3 separate regions of the Mus musculus genome follow, and all the other regions are linked to region 2. A link is a contact called in public promoter capture Hi-C data. All regions are on one chromosome and are shown on one strand. The core of a region is the stretch at or near the end of the contact, and the rest is flanking DNA. Distances in the headings are between cores, read along the strand shown. Region 1 overlaps Blm (Bloom syndrome, RecQ like helicase). Region 2 overlaps Crtc3 (CREB regulated transcription coactivator 3). Region 3 overlaps Iqgap1 (IQ motif containing GTPase activating protein 1).

Region 1 (2,702 bases), core at 154-2,653, 150 kb after region 2:
TTTGGGAGTCTATAAGTGTTTGCTGCACTCCCTCTGCTGCAGGATTCTCTGGGTCTCTCTGCTATTTTTTGAGACAGGGTCTCCTCTATCACAGTCTGCCCTTGAACTTAGTTTAAAGCCAAGGTTGACCCTGACTTTATACTCTTCCTGCATCCACCTCCCAACTTCTGAGATTACATGTGGGCCATCACACCTGGTTTATGCAATGCTGAGGTCCAGCCCATAGCTTCCTACAATCTAACTGAGCACTGCTAGCCCAGCGCATTCCCCACCCTCCCTGCTACTTTTAATGCCCGGGAGACTGGGTCTCCTAGTCTTGGCAGGATAGCTGAGAGGAGACCACTTGGGGAAATCCAAAGGCCAGACAAGCCAAGTTTCCTTGGGGGCTGTGTAAGTGGTTTCTGTCTTCTCCTCCCTTTGCTTGGCTGCAGCATGTCTGCACAGGAGAAGCGAAGTCAGAGTGGCCAGGTCTTGGCAGCAGGCATGTTTTCCACCATTGGACTGTATCCAAGAGTCCCTCCCTCCCCCTCTTCCTCCTTCTCCCCTGCTAGATGCCCATCACCTCCTGCCCTCAATCCAGAGATGGTGGTCCCCAGAGAAGTGCATACTGTAACAGAACTGCTTAGAACAGGAACCAAAGCTGCATGGCTCTGAGCTGTTGTTTGCAGTTTTCCACCTTTTCTCCTTCTAAGTGAGAAAAACAAGATTGAGTGGGGGAAGAGAAAGGCAGACAATGTCACCAAATTGTCATTTCTTGTTAAATCCATAAACAGACTTCTTACATGTGCTAACCTTCCTCCAGAGTACACAATTAAAGACATTTGTAAATGGTGGTTTAACTTTGTGGTTTTGAGTGCGCAAGTGACCATCAGATATTCCTCAGTGAGGACATTTTCTCATTTCCTTCATTTATTCCTCCCCTTGGGAAGCACTCATTTGCTTAGTTGCTCACAGAGCATGAGACCTTAAAAAGCTTCTGGTCCAACCCCCTTGGGTTTAGGATGGGGAAACTGGCCTGGCCTGTGTTGTGTGGGAGGGAAGGGCTTGCCTGAGGCCAGTCTCGCCTACTCCGTTTCAGAGGTAGGATTGGACACTGGCCTGGCCTGACGGCTCAGAGCACTTTCACTTCTGCGAGTCTGTGGACACTCCTTGAAACCGTGGGCGATCTGACATCTGGCTTCTACTTGTTGGGAGGGAAGAGACCAACACTGTTCTTTGCTGCTGGCTCCTTCACTTCATTTGCACAGCAGCTGTTTGTGAGAAAGGAGCTCTTTGCCATGTTGCCTGTAATCTGATTTAATAAGGAGTAAAACTCAAATTTGCACGAGGCATAAAGGTTTACTGTAGCACTCGGGAGCTAGGAGGCAGGAAGATCAGAGTGCAAGGTAATCTGTGGTTCAGTGCCACACATGGTCATGCGTGCCTCAGTGTCAGCAGTTGAGAGGCACACAAATCTCTGCGTTTGGGTCCAGCCGGCACTCTACAGAGAAACCCTGTCTCAACAAAAGTAAGCAAATACGTAAATGCATACACACGCTCTCTCGCACACGCACTCGCGCACACACACGCACAGTCCAAAGCCAGTCTGTGCCATGAGACTCTATCTCAGAAAACAAAACCAACATCATAGTGCCCCACAGCCAGCTCCGGTTTCCATCTAAGTGTAGTCGGTCTGTGTGTAAGGAGGGTCTCTTCTGCCTGCCAGCTTGGTGACTCTTCACCATCAGCAGCTGCTTGGCATCTCCTCTGCTCCTCTGGGTTTTCCAGCCCACCCTGAGGGGGATTCCAGCCCCGGGGCTGCTCACCTGTGCAGTGAGAGAATACTGGGGCTCCTTGCCAAGAGCCCTTCACCCCCAACAGACCACTGGGGCTCACGTCTCCAGAAAGCCACACAATGAGCCAGGTGTGTTCTGAGCTTTCTGAGTGGGAGGAAAATGGATGAGCCGTTGAAATGGAGGCTGCTGTTGGCAGATGCGTTCTGTAAATCCATATAAACAGCAGGGTTTGCTCCGGGCTTCATTCCTCAGCAGGAAGTCAGCAGAGGGAAACTTGAGGCTGCTTCTCCGCCAGATCTGCAATGAGATTGCCTTCCCTCCAGCAAGAGGTTTACAATGTTGAAAAACTTTTCCTAACCCCAGCAGCATGCCCTAGGATGCCACTAACTGCCCGGGATTATACAACTGATGGTGCACCTCTGCACTGCCCACTGTCACTGTAAACCAGCTGACAAGGTGGTTCACTTTTTGTTTGTTTTATCAAGGGTTAGAAAATTGCTCTCCTCGGGTCAGCAAAGAAGTGATATGCAGGGCACAGCTCAGGCTCTGGCAGGGCCCTCTTCCCTTCTTGTAGGAGGCAGTAAGCAGAAAGGACAAGTTGGCAGTTCTTTGGGTGTTGGGGCAGGGGAATTGCTGACTACGTGGCCCTGACACATGCCAGACCACTGCATGAGGCAGCTTGGTCCTCCCTAAGGAGCCACATATGCAGCCTTCCTAGGACTATGTGACTAGGATGAGGCCACCCAGAGGCTCTGCCCCATCTCCACTCTGCACAAAGCTGCCTTGCTCACATCTGGGTCAGTGCAGTAATTCTAGGGTATCTGATGGCCAGAGATTTGGGGTCTTTAAGAGATGTCTTCATGCCAGGCAGTGGTGGCTCATGCCTTTAATCCCAGCACTTGGGAGGCAGAGGCCAGCCTGGTCTAC
Region 2 (2,700 bases), core at 76-2,575:
GAAAGATGGCTCAGTGGGTAAGAGCACCGGCTGCTCTTCCAAAGGACCCGGTTCAATTCCTAGCATGCACATGGTGGCTCACAACTATCTATGACTAGTTCCAGGAGATCTGATGCCCTCTTCTGGTCTCCACAGGCACTAGTGTTCATATAGTATACAGACACACATAGGCAAATCGCCCATACACACAAAATAATACAATAATTAAAGAAAAAAGTATGTTAAAAAATAGTGTTTGCTAAGGAAATCATGTTCACTAGTCAGTGTGGCACATGCTTATAATCCCACCACTTGAGAGGACAGCTGAGAGCCTGAGGCCAGCCTGAGCTACGTGGCAGGTTCCTTGACAGCCAACCCTAAATGCTAACTAAGAGACATTTAAATTTTTTCTTTTCTCTTCTTTTCTCTCCTCTCCTCCCCTCTCCTCTCCTCTCCTCCCCTCTCCTCTCCTCTCCTCCCCTCTCCTCTCCTCTCCTCCCCTCCCCTCTCCTCCCGTCCCCTCCCCTCCCCTCCCCTCTCATCCCCTCTCCTCCCCTCCCCTCCCCTCCCCTCCCCTCCCCTCCCCTCCCCTCCCCTCCCCTCCCCTCCCCTCCCCTCCCCTCCCCTCTTTTCTTTTCTTTTGAGACAGGGTCTCTTTATGTAGCTCTAGCTGTCCTGGAACTTCCTATGTAGAGTAGGCTGGCCTCAAATTCACAGAGATCCATCTGCCTCTGTCCCTGCCTCCCTGGTATGGGATTAAAGGTTTGCCGCCACCCCCTCCCACTCCCCGCCCTGCCCCCGCCCTGCCCCCGCCCCCACCCCCAGCAGTTTTAAACAAGCTAATTGATTTGGCCCAGGTTGGCCGCCCTCTTCTCTAATTCAATGAATATGCTTCTTCTCCCTTTTAGTAGCCGCCTTCCCGGGTCCGCTGAAAGAAGAGAATCTGTTAAATGTCCCGAAGCCACTGCCTAAACACCTGTGGGAGAGCAAGGAGGTGGGTGAGCCGTCCTGGGTTGTGCTTGTCAGTCCTGGCAGCCTGCCCCGCAGAGGTGGAAACCAGAACTGGGGAAAAGGAAGAGAGGATTTGTCTGGACACAGACACTGGAAAGACAGTGGGGAGATCTGTCCCCCACGGGTCACCGTGATCTGTGGGCGATTAGTGCAGTGCCCCTGGGGTTTCCAAGCTTTTCTGTGGATTTGCTGATTCTCGAATGGAAATTGTTAAGCTGCTCACCTTACATGGTCAGAAGCCCGGAGATTTGGGCATGAAAGGGCAGATGTCTCTGCTTTGGAGCCATCTCCAGCTCCTGTCGAGAACTGCTATCATGCCAGATGATCATTCCTAAAATCAAAGGCCTTTGACCCAAGCAGCAATGAGTCATCTGTTTACTACTGATTTCTCTGAGCTTTGAATGTTAGCGTCTGAAATCCTAGTCACTGGCCTCCCTCCACGACCCCTTTGTAAACCTCACCCACTGCGGAGCTTAGCTTAGCCTCTTTCTGTAGAGAGCTGTCTTGTGAGAAAGTCCTCCATCCACCCCTAGTGATGGCCAGATGCAGTTGGCTGTTTGGTCTCTGTGCTTAACTACCCCCGCACCCCCCCTCCGGTTTCCCCCCCTCGGGATCCCATTGGTCTCCACGTCCCTCCCCCTTCCCCCTCAGGATCCCATTGGACCTGCTTCCCTCCCAGCGGGATCACATTGGCCCTTTTCCACCCTACCCTCCCATTGGTCCTACTCCTTTCCTCCATCAAACTTATTGGAAGTCTCTGCATCAGTGTGGTCTTGAAAGCTTTTTATAAATATGTAGTTGATGTTTTAACTTTAGGGGCCTAAAAGAAGACAGATAATGGCGTGCAGGTGCATTCACAAATACCATGAGCTGCTCTCTCTGAGAGACAGTTGTCTCCCTTGGTTAATGCACACTCTAGTTCCAGGGTCCTTTTCCCTCTCTCCTCCCTCTCCCCATTGCCCCGTTTTGCTTTTTGTTTTGTTTTGATTTTGCTTTTTTATTTCCTTCTTTTTCTCCCATGCTAATTGAAAAAAAATTTTTTTAATCTAAATATGCAAAACATTTGCCTTTTTGAAGGAAGTAACATTTAACTAGAAGGTAAGTTAATAAGGCATCGAGCTAAGAAAAGGTGCTAATGGTATATATACTTCTTTTGTCTGGAAATTTAAGAAATTTAAAATTCCTCAAAACTTAAATGGCTGCTCTGTGCAGATGCCCTTGGTTTGCTCCGTCTCTCTTGGCCTCTGACTAGGGTGGCCAGATCCCTACTTTTCAAACACTTGAATTTGGCTGTGCACTGAGTAAGCCCAACTTTCTTTGTTCTTCCCAGATCCAGTCCCTGTCTGGGCGCCCTCGATCCTGTGATGTTGGGGGCGGCAAGTAAGTCATACTCCTTCTGCTGAAGGTTTCCAGTCTTTCCTGCTCTGTCACAGATCTGTTTATAAGTCAAAGTCAACTGCATTTGCATAAAATGACTGTTCTCTTTGGTCCTCATAGTTAATGTTTTTGAGACAGTTCATTATACAGCTGACATAAGCCAGTAAATTACCCTGCATGTGCAGAGGGATTGTGAGGCCGAGGTGTTGACACATCAAAGGAGGCCGAGTTGGGGGACTCGGCTGAGGACCCCAACAAGCTATTGTTAGCGGAACCTTTGAAACAGCCGGAAGGATGGTCTCTAGTCTTTGGACATGTACCCACACATGCATT
Region 3 (2,700 bases), core at 82-2,581, 180 kb before region 2:
TAAAAGAGAAGCAGCATTAGTAGGAAAAGCAAACGACATCAGAGATACTTGTTAACCATTAAGTCTGGTGACCTGCATTTGACCCTTGGAAGCACTGTAAAGGTGGAAGGAGAGAGCTGCCCCAGACCTCCCATGTGCATTGTGGCCTGGGATACACATACGTACAATAATTGCAAATTAAAAACAAATCACGAGGTGGACAGGACAGCACCCAAGGGATGATGTTTGAGGTTGACCTCTGGCCTTCACACACATGTGCAAGCATGTGCAGATGGACCCTTTCTAAGAGCACATGCACAAAGTCGGAGCCACTGTGGGAACCCACGTTGTAGGAGACTTTCAAACACAGATCCACAGTTCCAGGGAAGCTTCTTCCTGTGCTCTAACCCATTTCTGCAGTTATTAAAGATTCTCTGTAGATTCTCTGTAGATCGTACGCACGTATATGGATGTTTTGTCTGCGTGCCCATGTGCACAAGAAGAGAGCATAGAACCCACTATAGACAGTTGGAAGATGCCATGTGGGTGCTGGGACCTGAATTCAGTCTAAACAGCTGAGCCATCTCTCTAGCCCCTGTTTCTGAAGTTATTTAAAGATAAGTTTTATTTTTATTTTTTGTTTTATTAATAATTGTTTTGAATGACATGATATTTCGCTGCCTGTTTTTTTTTTTTTTTTTTTTTTTTTTTTCCTGATGTGGAAAAGGGATGAGAAAAAATGTTTTATTGACTTAAAACAAGTGAAAAGCACTTTTGAACACTTGCATCGTTCAGGACAGTTTGTTCATAGTACCGAGAGCTGTGAAACACTAAGCCAGCCTTGTCTTTAGGAGTCTTCCATAGAGAGCGGCAGAGCTGGCTCAGCTGGCTCAGCAGTTAGCTGCTCCTCTAACAGTTCTGTTCCCAGCTCCCTGTGAAACTCGAGCTGTAGGGCAGTCTGTCCCTGCACTTATGTGTACAGATCCGATACACTTAAAAGCAGTACGTCTGTGTTAAAAAGAGGTCTCCATATTGATTGGACAGACAAGACATAAGCATTGAAAAGTTACCCAACAAGAAAGAATAAAAGGCCTGACTGTCACAAGGCCACATGTGGTGGCTGTGGGATGATGCAAACAGTTTCTGTGTAAAAGTTTAGAGAACAGGGACGTCATTTGGTGGTAGGGTTTTGAAAGAAAGGCCAAGATTGTGAAGAAGAGCAGGAAAACATGTCGTCCATATTTTTGGTGCCCCTCCCCTTCCCTTTTGGCTTCCAGTTGCACCTCTGACCACAGCGCTGCTCCGTAACCAGGCGCCCAGAGCCGTGGCTCAGTTCAGAGTGCAGTGTGCAGCGCAGGTGCTGTGGTGGCTTAGCGGTATGATGTCATGCCTGAGCTGTAATTTTCTGCCTCTTATTCGTTTCTTGTTTCTTATCATTTGGTCAGGGGTAGTATGTTCCTTAAGCAAGACACGGAGAGATCTTCCAACAGTTAGAGCACTTTGACTCAAAGACAAAGGAGGGGCTGCCTTTATGTAAGTAAGCACTGGTTTTAGTAGGTGCAGATGTAGAAACTCTAGGTACAGCAAAGTTTAGAAGTTGGATGGTGTTATTTGTGATCGTGGGGAAGGTGACTTTGAGGCTTCCTTGGAATTGGCAGGGATGGGCGAGGCTGACCAGGAAGTGTCGACAAGCCTTTATTCTTTGCCGGCAACTCCATCTCTAGCTTCCTGTATCATGGCTTCTCCATAAAATTCCTCAAAATCTGTTCCCCCAGCAGATTTCCTGTGCCATCTTGGGCTCCCTTCCTATTCTTTCCCGTCTTTAGGGCCTCCTCACAGTGTTGTTTTCTAACAACGCAGGCATGAGAAGGCACTCACTGTGTGCTCCCTCAGGCCTGGCCTCTCCTGGTGATTGTCTTCTTCCTCTGTGTCCTCTTCATCCCAATCCAGAGGCTGCAGCTGGTGGGCCTTTCTCTTCTCACTGATCGTTCTTGCCAAGATCAGCAATGACCTTGGCTCTGTGTCCAGGGGAGCTTTCTTGTCTCACTGTGCTGAGCGAGCCTTGTGTCTGTTCCCCATGCCACGCCCTCTCCCTTTTAACTGAGGGCAGGCTGGCTGGCTTTCTTTCTTTCTTTCTTTCTTTCTTTCTTTCTTTCTTTCTTTCTTTCTTTCCTCCTGCTCCTCCTCCTCCTCCTTCTTTCTTTTTCAGATTCTGGATTTTGAATTGTGTGTAAAAAATGTTTCTTTTCTGAGAACATGAACTCCAGAGTTCTCTGGACACTAAGGGAGTGCTGAGCTTAGGGCTCCTCTCTGTAGCTTTCTTAGAGCCCTTCACACCCCTCTCTCTTCCTCAACTGTTGCAAACCTTACAGGAAAGAGCTGTGTCCTTAATAAGATTCATAGTTGGGCTGGAGAGATGGTTCAGAGGTTAAGAGCACTGCCTGCTCTTCCATAGGTCCTGGGCTCAATTCCTAGCAACCACATGGTGGCTCACAACCATCTGTAATGGGATCCGAAGCCCTCTTCTGGTGTGTGTCTGAAGACAACTACAGTGTACTCATATAAATAAAAATAAATCTTTTAAAAAAATCCATAGCTAGCCACTCCTCCTAATTTGTTGTTACCAAGTCATAGATTTGAAAATTAAAATTTTGGTGTGTATTACTATATACTCTAAGGTGTATGTTACCTTATCCCAGGGCTCTCAGAAATACTGTTCTT

What was found. Capture Hi-C pulls out chosen DNA fragments and counts their contacts.
Region 1: a promoter capture Hi-C map of liver shows a contact between it and region 2. The contact joins two enhancer-like sites. A contact is called at or near these places in 1 of 484 Hi-C or Micro-C datasets (microglia), 1 of 115 datasets of contacts at active chromatin or transcription factors (embryonic stem cells) and 4 of 9 other capture datasets (adipose tissue, embryonic stem cells, liver and 1 more).
Region 3: a contact with region 2 is called in a promoter capture Hi-C map of liver. The contact joins two enhancer-like sites. A contact is called at or near these places in 1 of 115 datasets of contacts at active chromatin or transcription factors (bone marrow-derived macrophages) and 2 of 9 other capture datasets (adipose tissue and liver).

The regions. Positions count from the first base shown.
Region 1 is chr7:80,455,837-80,458,538 of GRCm38.p6, reverse strand. All of the region lies in intron 21 of Blm (Bloom syndrome, RecQ like helicase), which reads left to right. Among named protein-coding and RNA genes, the nearest start is that of Gm44851, 53 kb to the right of the region's middle. Within about 2 kb of position 1,403, at least 116 of the 459 cell types and tissues checked have an H3K27ac peak or open chromatin away from gene starts, as enhancers often do. A contact at or near this core is called in liver, where this site is marked.
Region 2 is chr7:80,604,021-80,606,720 of GRCm38.p6, reverse strand. Crtc3 (CREB regulated transcription coactivator 3) reads left to right here. Exons shown (of 15, transcript NM_173863.2): 8 at 888-973; 9 at 2,321-2,370. Among named protein-coding and RNA genes, the nearest start is that of Gm15880, 31 kb to the left of the region's middle. Within about 2 kb of position 1,325, at least 17 of the 459 cell types and tissues checked have an H3K27ac peak or open chromatin away from gene starts, as enhancers often do. A contact at or near this core is called in liver, where this site is marked.
Region 3 is chr7:80,780,907-80,783,606 of GRCm38.p6, reverse strand. All of the region lies in intron 2 of Iqgap1 (IQ motif containing GTPase activating protein 1), which reads left to right. Among named protein-coding and RNA genes, the nearest start is that of Iqgap1, 21 kb to the left of the region's middle. Within about 2 kb of position 1,331, at least 180 of the 459 cell types and tissues checked have an H3K27ac peak or open chromatin away from gene starts, as enhancers often do. A contact at or near this core is called in liver, where this site is marked.